Linked DNA regions of Oryctolagus cuniculus: all the other regions are linked to region 1. A link is a contact called in public Hi-C data. All regions are on one chromosome and are shown on one strand. Each heading gives the region's core, a stretch centred on a gene start, on an enhancer-like site or on the middle of the called end of the contact. The rest is flanking DNA. Distances are from core to core; before and after follow the strand shown. Region 1 holds the start of FBXO48 (F-box protein 48). Region 2 holds the start of LOC100341246 (gastrokine-3). Region 3 overlaps DNAAF10 (dynein axonemal assembly factor 10).

The links. Hi-C and Micro-C count contacts between places; a contact is called where the count stands out from the background.
Region 2: a contact with region 1 is called in a Hi-C map of an unstated tissue, with 3 times the contacts expected there. The contact joins the promoter of LOC100341246 here to the promoter of FBXO48 in region 1. A contact is called at or near these places in 3 of 6 Hi-C or Micro-C datasets (ear pinna, psoas muscle and an unstated tissue).
Region 3: a contact with region 1 is called in a Hi-C map of embryonic fibroblasts, with 2.3 times the contacts expected there. The contact joins the enhancer-like site here to the promoter of FBXO48 in region 1. A contact is called at or near these places in 4 of 6 Hi-C or Micro-C datasets (ear pinna, embryonic fibroblasts, psoas muscle and 1 more).

The regions. Positions count from the first base shown.
Region 1 is chr2:134,173,761-134,177,034 of mOryCun1.1, forward strand. It overlaps FBXO48 (F-box protein 48), which reads left to right and starts at 1,752. Exons shown (of 4, transcript XM_002709826.5): 1 at 1,752-1,870; 2 at 2,542-2,881. APLF (aprataxin and PNKP like factor) reads right to left here and starts at 1,581. Exons shown (of 11, transcript XM_002709665.5): 1 at 1,259-1,581. The coding sequence starts at 1,354.
Region 2 is chr2:133,721,008-133,724,281 of mOryCun1.1, forward strand. LOC100341246 (gastrokine-3) reads right to left here and starts at 1,753. Exons shown (of 6, transcript XM_002709661.4): 1 at 1,685-1,753; 2 at 1-50. The coding sequence starts at 1,696.
Region 3 is chr2:134,477,854-134,481,127 of mOryCun1.1, forward strand. DNAAF10 (dynein axonemal assembly factor 10) reads left to right here. Exons shown (of 8, transcript XM_002709829.5): 7 at 349-446. Among named protein-coding and RNA genes, the nearest start is that of PNO1, 21 kb to the left of the region's middle. Within about 2 kb of position 1,563, at least 2 of the 8 cell types and tissues checked have an H3K27ac peak or open chromatin away from gene starts, as enhancers often do. A contact at or near this core is called in ear pinna, where this site is marked.

The DNA.
Region 1 (3,274 bases), core at 502-3,001:
TTCTAACCAGGGGATTTAAAAGAAAAGAAAAAATCTCCCAGGCAGTTCTTTCATATGTTATTATGGTTAATAAACTATGGAAAATAATAGGATGTTACACATTTAAATAGCTAAAACTAAACACCATGTGAACTTCAACCTTCAGACACACTCACCACTAAAGGTCCAACTTCCACAAGACAACCTTAAACTACCACTCCTTTTCCTGCTCCCAGAAGGGCCCTCCCAGAAACCCGTGGGCCCCCCAGGCACTGGCAGTTAACCAGGGTTAACAGCCCACACTTCTTGCTCCCTGGTATTGGCGGACACAGAATGACCAGTTCAAGAGAAGATGCCCAGAGAAGGGGTCCACATCTCATTCACCATCTGCTAAAGGTTTTCCATAAAGTGGGTGCCAACAGAAAAGACTGGGTGTCAAACAGATTAACAGTGTGAGAACTACAGCCTTCCAGTAGGCAATACAAATGTTCTGACTCCTTTACCTCCCAAAGACAGTACAAAGCATATATAACTTGGTGCTACTATGAGTCCTAAAGTTTCTATATGACCTTTACATGATCTGTGGATCACTTTTCCCATCTGAACAATAAAGATAAAAGAGTGCAAAGAGTCTTGAAAGAAAGTTTTGAAAGAATTAAAGAAGTTGGCCTACGTAGTCTATTTAACCGTGAAACACTATACACACTATTTTAGAGTTAGCCATGGATATTACCGGAAAACACTATTGTAATAAAAGGCCCCTGCAGTTCTGCGAAAGAGGCCAGAGCCTAATTCAGCCTGGAAGAGGCAAGTTCACGGGTTCGTCAATTTCTTCTGTAAAGCGCCAGATACTACAGTAAATACTTCGGGTTTCGCAGGCCAAGACACAATATTCTCCACCTTTGGTGCAGCCATTCTTCCCGAAAAGCAAATAGGCTTTTTGTTTGTTTACATTTTACGTTTCAAACTTTAAGAACCATTCTGAGTCTACTGGCCCACACAGCCACAGGCTTGGTTTGCGCCCCCACCCTCCATCCCCCTCCCCACAGTTTGCCAACCTCTGGATAAGATGACAATACAGCAGGTGCTTTTCAAAGACAACATTAATAACTGTTTGTGGGTGATTACACTGGACTGAAAAACTGCTGCCCCCAAACGTCTAAAGTGCAGACAGGCAGGATCGACGTGGTGGGGAATGTGGCCAGGGCCGGAGGCAGGGCCTAGCCAGGAGGGTCTTCGCAGGGCTCTCCGGGCCAGCCGAGCCCCCTCCCACACTTACTCCCAGCAGTGGCCCGCGGCCGATCACCGTCTCCCCGGGCGCCAGGGCCACCCGGGGGCCGCCGTCCCGCGGCTGCAGCTCGAAGCCCCCGGACATGGCGGATGAGGACTAGGCCCCTTCGCCAGTAGACGGCCCCCGCAGCCGTTTCCGCCTCCCACAGACACGCGCGAGGCATGCCCAGGCCCCCGGAAAGACACGGGGGTGACAGGAGTGAAGACCCGGCTCAGAAATGCTCTGTGCTCTCAGGGCAGAGGCCCCGGGGCTGCTTCCGGAGTCCCGTCCCTCCACCTGGGCCAGTGACGCACTAGGGAATTCCCCCACCACGTCTTCCGCGTTATTGTTTAAAAGCCCCGGCTTATACCCCCCCCATCCCTTCTCACCACCCCGCGGGCCCGGAGGATGCTGGGCATTGTAGTCCCTTCCTTTCTGCCTTTCCTGAGCTGAGACGCCCTAGAAAAACTACAATCCCAGAAAGCAGTGCGCGATCCCCTCTACGCCTGTGCGAATCGAGGTCACAGGGCGGCGCTAGAGTGGGCGGGATGTGGTGGACGATGGGGAGGGATTCGAATTTCGGAGGATTTAAACCGCGGGAGGAAAAGTCACCGCGGCCCAGTAAGTAGGAGGGTCTTCCCTTCCGGGTAGCGAAGGTGCCGGCACGCTCAGGGGCGCGGTCCGGACGCAAGCCCAGCCGTCTTTTAGCGGCGTGGAGTCGTGGTGACAGCACTGACGGTGTATCTTGTCAGTGCCTGGTGTTCTTAGGACTCGGGCAGCTGCTGCAGCCTTGTCGGGCACACAAGGAGGGTGGCTCAGATGGGACGTGGGGTCATTCCCCCCGCCCCGACCTGCAGGGTCCAGGTGGAGTGGGGTCCGCTGAGAGCCAGCCTGAGCCGAGCGGCACCCACCCCTCCGAATGCGCTGCCTCCGACCCACCCCTCCGAGTGACATGGTGAGGGGGACGAGCTCTCTCTTAACTGGAGAGGTAATTCAGCAAAGGTTGATTCATAAAGGGAAAAGGTAGTTTTCCGGGCATCCTAGTGGATTCCGGGGACCTCGCCACGGCAGCCCCTGTTGTGGATTGAGAATTCCCCAGTGAGCTCCTGGGCGAAGTGGCAAACCCCGAAACGCACCGAAACGCTCTCCTAATGCGAGATTCTACCCGAGAACGTGGCGCTTTGGCTTTGGTTTCTGTTGATGATGGGAGGGAGGAAGGTGTGTGGCAAGAACTTGCTCTTGACTCCTGCTCTTGTTTTTACCTGCTTTCTTACTTCCCCCTGTCCCTGGAGAGGAAGTCCTCTGTTGAACGAAGACTCCTCCCTTCCAACCACCGCGGCTAATATGGATCGTAAACAGCCTGCTGAATGAGAGCCGCGATGTGAATGAGAGACACATCCTGAAACATATGCCTGAGTAGCGCATCTGCGTTGTTACTCATTGAGTTAAAAGAAGCATTTAGCCGAATTTCAAACTCCTCCTCCGTGTCACCACCTCCCAGCGTGGAAGGAAATGCCAAATGGAATAAACTGGTTGTGAGTAGAGGAGCTGACTGCCGAGGAGTGTCCCTGGAGGGGTGATGCACCTAGTCTGCTTTCAACTGATTTCAGGAGCCTGCACCCGGAGCCTTGGGTAAATTAGCTGAAATGGGACTTTTACATTCTTTATCGATGCTACTGCTACTGAGCTATAGACATTGTTTATAGATGTTCCTTGCTGTTGCTTGATAGCTTCAGTGACCCATCCGTAGCTCATAATTAACTAACGCCTGTAGCATACCTTCAAGGAGCCATTTCCAAAATACCAGTCTTATAATAACATTGAATAATTGAAATTTGGCATTATTATAACCCAGATCTCATCCTCTTGTCCATTTCAGATAGTATTTGTATCAAATGTGAATACCCAAACATTAGGTATGAATAGGTAATTCTTATATAAATAAAGTCTAGCTGGTTTATGGTTAAGTCAGAATTTGCAGCTGAAGAGCTTAGTGATTAAGTATCACTTCGCACAAACAGCAAG
Region 2 (3,274 bases), core at 503-3,002, 450 kb before region 1:
AGGGCCAGAGATGGAGTTAGGAAGAAGGTCACAATGATGGAAGGTGCAATCTGAAATGGAAACAAATATTGCTGTGTTCTTTCCTTAGTGTAACGAGAAGTCCAGGGCCAAAAGTCCCAGTGAGGCTACAGTCTTCATAAAACGATCAATAGCTTTCAATATCTCCTAAGCCCCTGGGACCCCAATGTGTATCAGGAGACTCAGTCAGTGTGGTTCATATGGGGTATTCTGGGTTTTCCATGGGAAAATCTTTATCATTCACTCAAGGACATTTTCTGTTTCGTATCATGTCTACTGTCAGTCACTGAGCTAAATGGTAGGCAACCAAATAAACCACTTGATCTGCACATAGGAAAAGACTGGTTTAAGCCAAATGATAAAATAAGTGATTAAATGGTAATTCAGTCTCAGTCTCTTTTTTCTGCACCTTCTCCTCTCCATCCAATCACTGTGGCCACCTCCTAATCCTTCAGGAAATAGATTTCCTCCTGATTTCTTCTCCTTTAGGTTCTTCCACCTTGCCCAAGAGTAAAAGACCATGCATCATTTATCTGTACTTTATTTTGAAATAGATTGTATTTAAATGGGACTAGATCTTGCAGTCTCTGTAGTTAATCACTTCATGTCTATGTGACCTGCCTTGCCTGTTGAGAGAATTTTAGGCATCAGAAGGAAAGTCAAAAAGAGTTGGTGGGGGGCAAGAACAGATCAAGGTAAGTGTAGTGATGAGCCTTTCCCCATACCCCATAGTTCATTATCTGGTCTACTTAGGGTTCACCCAGCTCATGTACACTCACAACATGGGCTAGAACTGACAGAACTTCTCATTTATCCCATCCCTACATCATCCCATGCAATATACCACATGTAATGACAACATTACAAGGAGAGAACTGTCTTCAAAGAAAAAAAAAACCAGCTACTGTGTGAACAACAACCATGGTGCAGAAAAGTTAATCAAGGTAATACATGAGAACAGATAGCAATACGGTTCTATGGAACTATTAGAGGAAATTATACTATATATCAAATACGTCTGAAACTCTAATTCACTGATAGTTATAAATAAGACCAATCTGGAGGGGCTGGCTCCATGGCACAGTAGGTTAATCCTCCACCTGCGGTGCCGGCATCCCATATGTGGACCGGTTCTAGTCTCGGCTGCCCCTCTTCCAATCCAGCTCTCTGCTATGGCCTGGGAAAGCAGTAGAAGATGGCCCAAGTCCTTGGGCCCCTGCACCCATGTGGAAGACCTGGAAGAAGCACTTGGCTCCTGGCTTTGGATCGGCGCAACTCTGGCTGTTGCAGCCATCTGGGGAGTGAACCATCGGAAGGAAGACTTGCTCTTTGTCTCTCTCTCACACTGTCTGTAACTCTACCTCTCAAATAAATAAATACAATCTTTTTTAAAAAAAACACCAATCTGGGAGGAGATCACCATAAAATATGAGTATCTATCCAAACCCCAAAGATTCTCAGTCATTAAGCAATTATCTGTTCCATTGGAGAGGACCCTTCATTAGATGTTGCAAAACAGAACTTTTTCGACAGAGGAATTCTATGCCAAATTAATATTGGGAAATTCTATTTGGGTTTGATTTGAAGAGTCTCTGGGGAAAAATAGAACTGCTCCTGGTTATTTTGAACATAACCACCTACATGCTAAATTAGAAAATATACTTACAGGGCATTTCATGTTGTCTCCCTCTCAGACCCCATGCAGGTGCATACATAGTAGAACTTCTAATGCCTCGTTTATTTTCTAAAGCTGGTTTATATAGTCCTAAACCTTTCAGTTATTGCCATGAAAACGGTCTCTGGGGTAGTTAACCTGATCCGGATACCATTCAGGGGGGGAAAAAGGCACATTTATGTAATCACAATTATCACTTTTCTTTAACTATGTGAGAACATTTTTCCTTTACCCTGATACCTCTACTGGTTCCAATGCAAACATGGCACATGAAAAAGTCTTTGTGGGCTGGCACGACCTCGACCTTAACAGTTCAGGTAAGGATTGTAAACAGTAGATCCCACAATATGGACTTGATATAAATTCAATGAGCTCACTGTTTCTACTTCTCAGTTCTCAAAAAGTTCTTTCCTAAAAGTAGGGGTGGTAGAAGAAAAGTTTATGAAGCAAAAACAGATTGAACTATAAGATTAGGTTGATTAAAAAGCAATCTGATTCAGCTCCTTATCCAAATCAAAAATCATGATTGGCCCTGCACTGCCTCTGCCCACCAGCCAAGCTGACCTTACTTCACCCTTCAAACACCCACTCTTGGTGTTTTGCTTCCACTGTATGTTTTGTGTCTCTGGCTTCCAGCTTCCATTTCAGGATACTTTCTTTTCCATACAAGGCCCTTTGATCATCTGTGGGACTCCTGGGACCTAGAAAACTATTGCCTGTACAGGGTAAATCAGACACCATTCAGGCTTTTTTTTTTCTTTTAAGATTTATTTATTTATTTGAAAGGCAGAGTTATGGGGGTTGGGGGCACAGAGAGAGAGGTCCTCCATTCACTGATTCATTCCCCAGATGGCCTCAACAGCTGGAGCTGAGCTATTATGAAGGCAGCAGCCAGGAGCTTCTTCCGTGTCTCCCACGTGGGTGCAGGGGCCCAAGCACTTGGGCTGTCTTCCATTGCTTTCCCAGGCACTTTAGCAGGGAGCTGGATTGGAAGTGGAGCACTGGGGACTAGAACCAGTGGTGTCTTTACCAGCTACGCCACAGTGCCAGCCCTTCAGGCTTTTTCATACATGATGTTGTTTTTCTAAAGCTCTGAGAACTGATGGCCCAGCTATTCAGATCAAACTCCAGAAGGCCAGGACAAAATTCATATTTCTTTCAGGAGAAGATGGGCTGTAAGCCTGGGAGCTGGAGTGATCCCCAGAGGGAAGACGGGCAGCTCCTTCCTTAGAGTGCACAAGGAAAACTGGCTGTGGGAAGAGCAAAAGGGTGGACTTTAGGGTTTGTCAAGTTACTCAGGGCTCAGCTAACATCATACTCAGAGTTGCATTGCTCTCAATTCTTTGAAAATCCCATGTACAGACCACATACTCAATAATTAATGACGCAATAAGTAAAATGGATTACAAGAATGACCTACAGAGACTAACACAATGGCAGGCATTGTCTGTAAATGGGTGATGGCAATGAGGGAGAAGTAAAAGTTAAACCCTTTATTTTTTTCTTTTGTTTCTTTTAATTTGTGTTTATTTTTTGCTGAATTTATTTCCAAGCCATTAAGTTTCAGGTTCTTCGGTTTGT
Region 3 (3,274 bases), core at 313-2,812, 300 kb after region 1:
TATTTTTTCCCTCAATCTGAGCTGGAGATATTTAAAGGTATAAAATCTACCTTCATAATTTATATGGTACTGTAAACTTCAATGGACTTTTATCTTTCTTTTGTTTTAATCAAGCAGCACTTTGTTTCGTAAAGCAATAAAGAAAAATGGTGCTCTTTCTAGTTTCTGATGGGCCCCTATAAATCTGTGTAGCCATTATAAAGAGACTACCCAGAAAAAAAAAAAAAAAAGGCTTACTTATTTCTATAGCAGCCAAAGGTGTAGTAGTAAAAATGCTTTATTCCCAGGGCCTCTCTTTGAAGGCACCATTCAGCATATAAACCAATGTGTCCCTCTCATCCTGTTTAGGCCCACAAGTCTACGGTGTGGCAGGTCCGACACCTGCCGCAGAACAGGGAGCTCTTCCTGACGGCCGGGGGCGCGGGCAGCCTTCACCTCTGGAAATAGTGAGTGTCTGCCTGGGGCCTTGCTCCCTTTGCGGTTCCTTGTGGGTGTGAAGTGGGATTCGATTGAACCTTTTTGTCTTGTTTCCTCCTGTGCCTTGCTTCGTTTTGGTATGATTTTAAATTCCATGATGTTACATAACTATTGTTTTGTAAGCTTTTTTTTCCCTTTACTCAGTCTTTATTTCACACTTAGTAAATATTCACCTTCTTTTGACACACCAAATATATTTGTCATTACTTTGTGTCTTTATTGCAGAACAAGAAGCAGTTCTTTTCATAGATTTTGAAATCATAATTTTTGAGAATGTGACAAATCTGAACAAAGACTTTTGTCAAATATTGTCTTCTAGTTATTAGAGCGTTACCCTAAGAAGATAGGCAAGGGATGGGAACACTTAGCTTACAATCCTGATCATTCCCCTGGCTAAATGCAGGTAACATCATTGTCATAGAAGCAAAGCATCTCCAGGACCAACCTCTCACAGGGTTTGCTTTCTGCTTCAGGGCTGTTCCCATACCCTGTGCCCTGAATACTGAGGGCCCTCACGTGGTAGGTACTAGGTCAGCTGCTAGTTTTAAAGACTTAATAAAAATTGGAACGTGAATGGTATTTCTGAATACTTTTATTAATGAAACAATATATAGTTGGAAGGGGGAAAAAAACTGAAATCTTTCTCTAAAATCACTCAGGAAAAACAAACACAGAAGCCGATAAACGAAGGAGTTTTCAAAAATAACGTTTGGCTAATGATGTAAGAAGAAAGCTACCAGCCTTACTATATCTGGGGTTTTTACATTTACAGAATCCTTCTCTATCTGTTAGCTCCTTTTGAAGCTAGGAGAGGTTCTGAAACACTCTCGGAAAGACCTTGTTAAAGTATGTAGGGATCCAACCGACTCAAAACACTGGGAGTGCCTGCTTTAGATCAGAATGAGGAGGTTTCCGTGGGCAAGAAAGGAAGGAGAAGTGTTCGGAGACTGGGCCAGGCACGCAGGCCGTGTGTGAATTCCCCTTTTCCAGGCGCTTTGCCCCCGAGCTTCCCTAATGAGTCCATGCTTCCCCCGCCCCTGCCAGGCTCCGCCAGTGCCTCTAGGTGACCCGTGCAGCGTGCAGCGGCATGCCACTGCTTTACAGTCTCCAGGCTGAGTACTTGAAGAACAGGTTCCAGTTTGCTTTGTAACCCACACAGGAACACATTTTCAAGCAGAATAATGAATTTTGTGATCTCAGTAAAGCTGGCTCTGTGTGAAATTAGAAATGAGACATTTATCTCAACGTGAACTTTAGTCCTTCCTGTGATGAATGGCTAGTCTAATCTTCACATTGGTTTGGAGCTTTGCTGACAAGGGTTGGGCCAGTAAAGAGAATTGGTTTAAGAAAAAAATACTTAGCTTTGTTTCCATATACTGGTCTGCCTTGGTGCTTATACAATTAAATTATAAATATTTATTAAGCACTTTTTTTAAAAAAATTTATTTTATTTTTTGAAAGTCAGAGTTACAGAGTCAGAGAGAGGGAGAGAGAGAGAGAGATCCTCTGGTTCACTCTCCAAATGGCCACAATGGCCAGAGCTGGCCCAGACCGACCCAAGCCAGGAATCAGAAACTTCTTCCGGGTCTCCCATGTAGGTGCAGGGGCCCAAGCACTTGGACCACCCTCTGCTGCTTTCCCAGTCCATTAGCTGGGACCTGGATTGGAAGTAGAACAGCCGAGACTCGAACTAGCACCTATATGGGATGTCCACGTTGCTGGGGTCAGCTTTACCGCTACGCCACAGCACTGCCCCCTCTATTGAGGGCTTTAAGAATTCCTAGAAGAGCTCATCTAGTTATTCAGCATTTGTTTCTTTGAATGATCCCCAATATGCTGATTCTTTTGAGTATTTGAAACACAGATGCACACACACACACACATACCTTTAAGCTAATAGAAAACAGAGATTTTTAAAAAGTCTTTATGTTATCTTTTAAAGACTAAATAGCTACAGGCTTTACCAGGAGGTATCCGAAAAACATCTGTAGGTAGACTATTTATTCTTTCAATCAAAATAATTTGCAGGCTCTAAGAGGGCAAGATTATCTAATACTAAGTTATCTGCCTATTGCTTCTCTTACCATTTTTGCTCTCCTTGCTTGCTTTGTGCCTCTTAAACTCTTGTCCTTTACGAGCATTTTGGTGTGAAGGAGGTGTCATAATGGATGCGTAGGAGCTTGGAAAGGCCTTCTGAGGAGGGGTCCCTCCATATCCCACCAGCTCCTTCTGTATCCCACACCTCTTAAAAAGAGGGCTGTTTTTTCTGTCTCCCCTCTCAGATTGGTCAGACCAGGTCATGTCAATGAGTTGTTACATTTCAGCTCTTCTTACTTTATACATTTATATCTTCAGCTGAAAAAAATAAGCCAATGTTCTCAGAATCGTTTGTTCCTTCTTTGAAGCAATGATGTTTAAAAAGTCTAAAATCTACACCGAGCAGCAGCTTCCCACATAAATGGTACACAGAAGGTCCTCAGGTTTGGATCTGTAAGGTGGAGCTCCACTGTCAGTTTCCATTCTGATAGATGAGGTTCCGTGGATGTTACCACAGCTTTCGTTTTGCATATATTGTTTGCCTGTGCTGAATAGCAATCCAAATTTAGAGAAGAATTACAATGAAAGGTTATTAACAGCACCAGGTACATTTGTTAAAGAATGCTAGATCAACCTCACATTCTTTAATATTTTCATATTAAAAAGAGAAAATGCAGGAAATACAGGTGTATGTTGAATAAAAGCAATATCTAGAGGATTTTAGTAAAACTAACCCTTCTTTGTGAGATGTTTTGGGGCT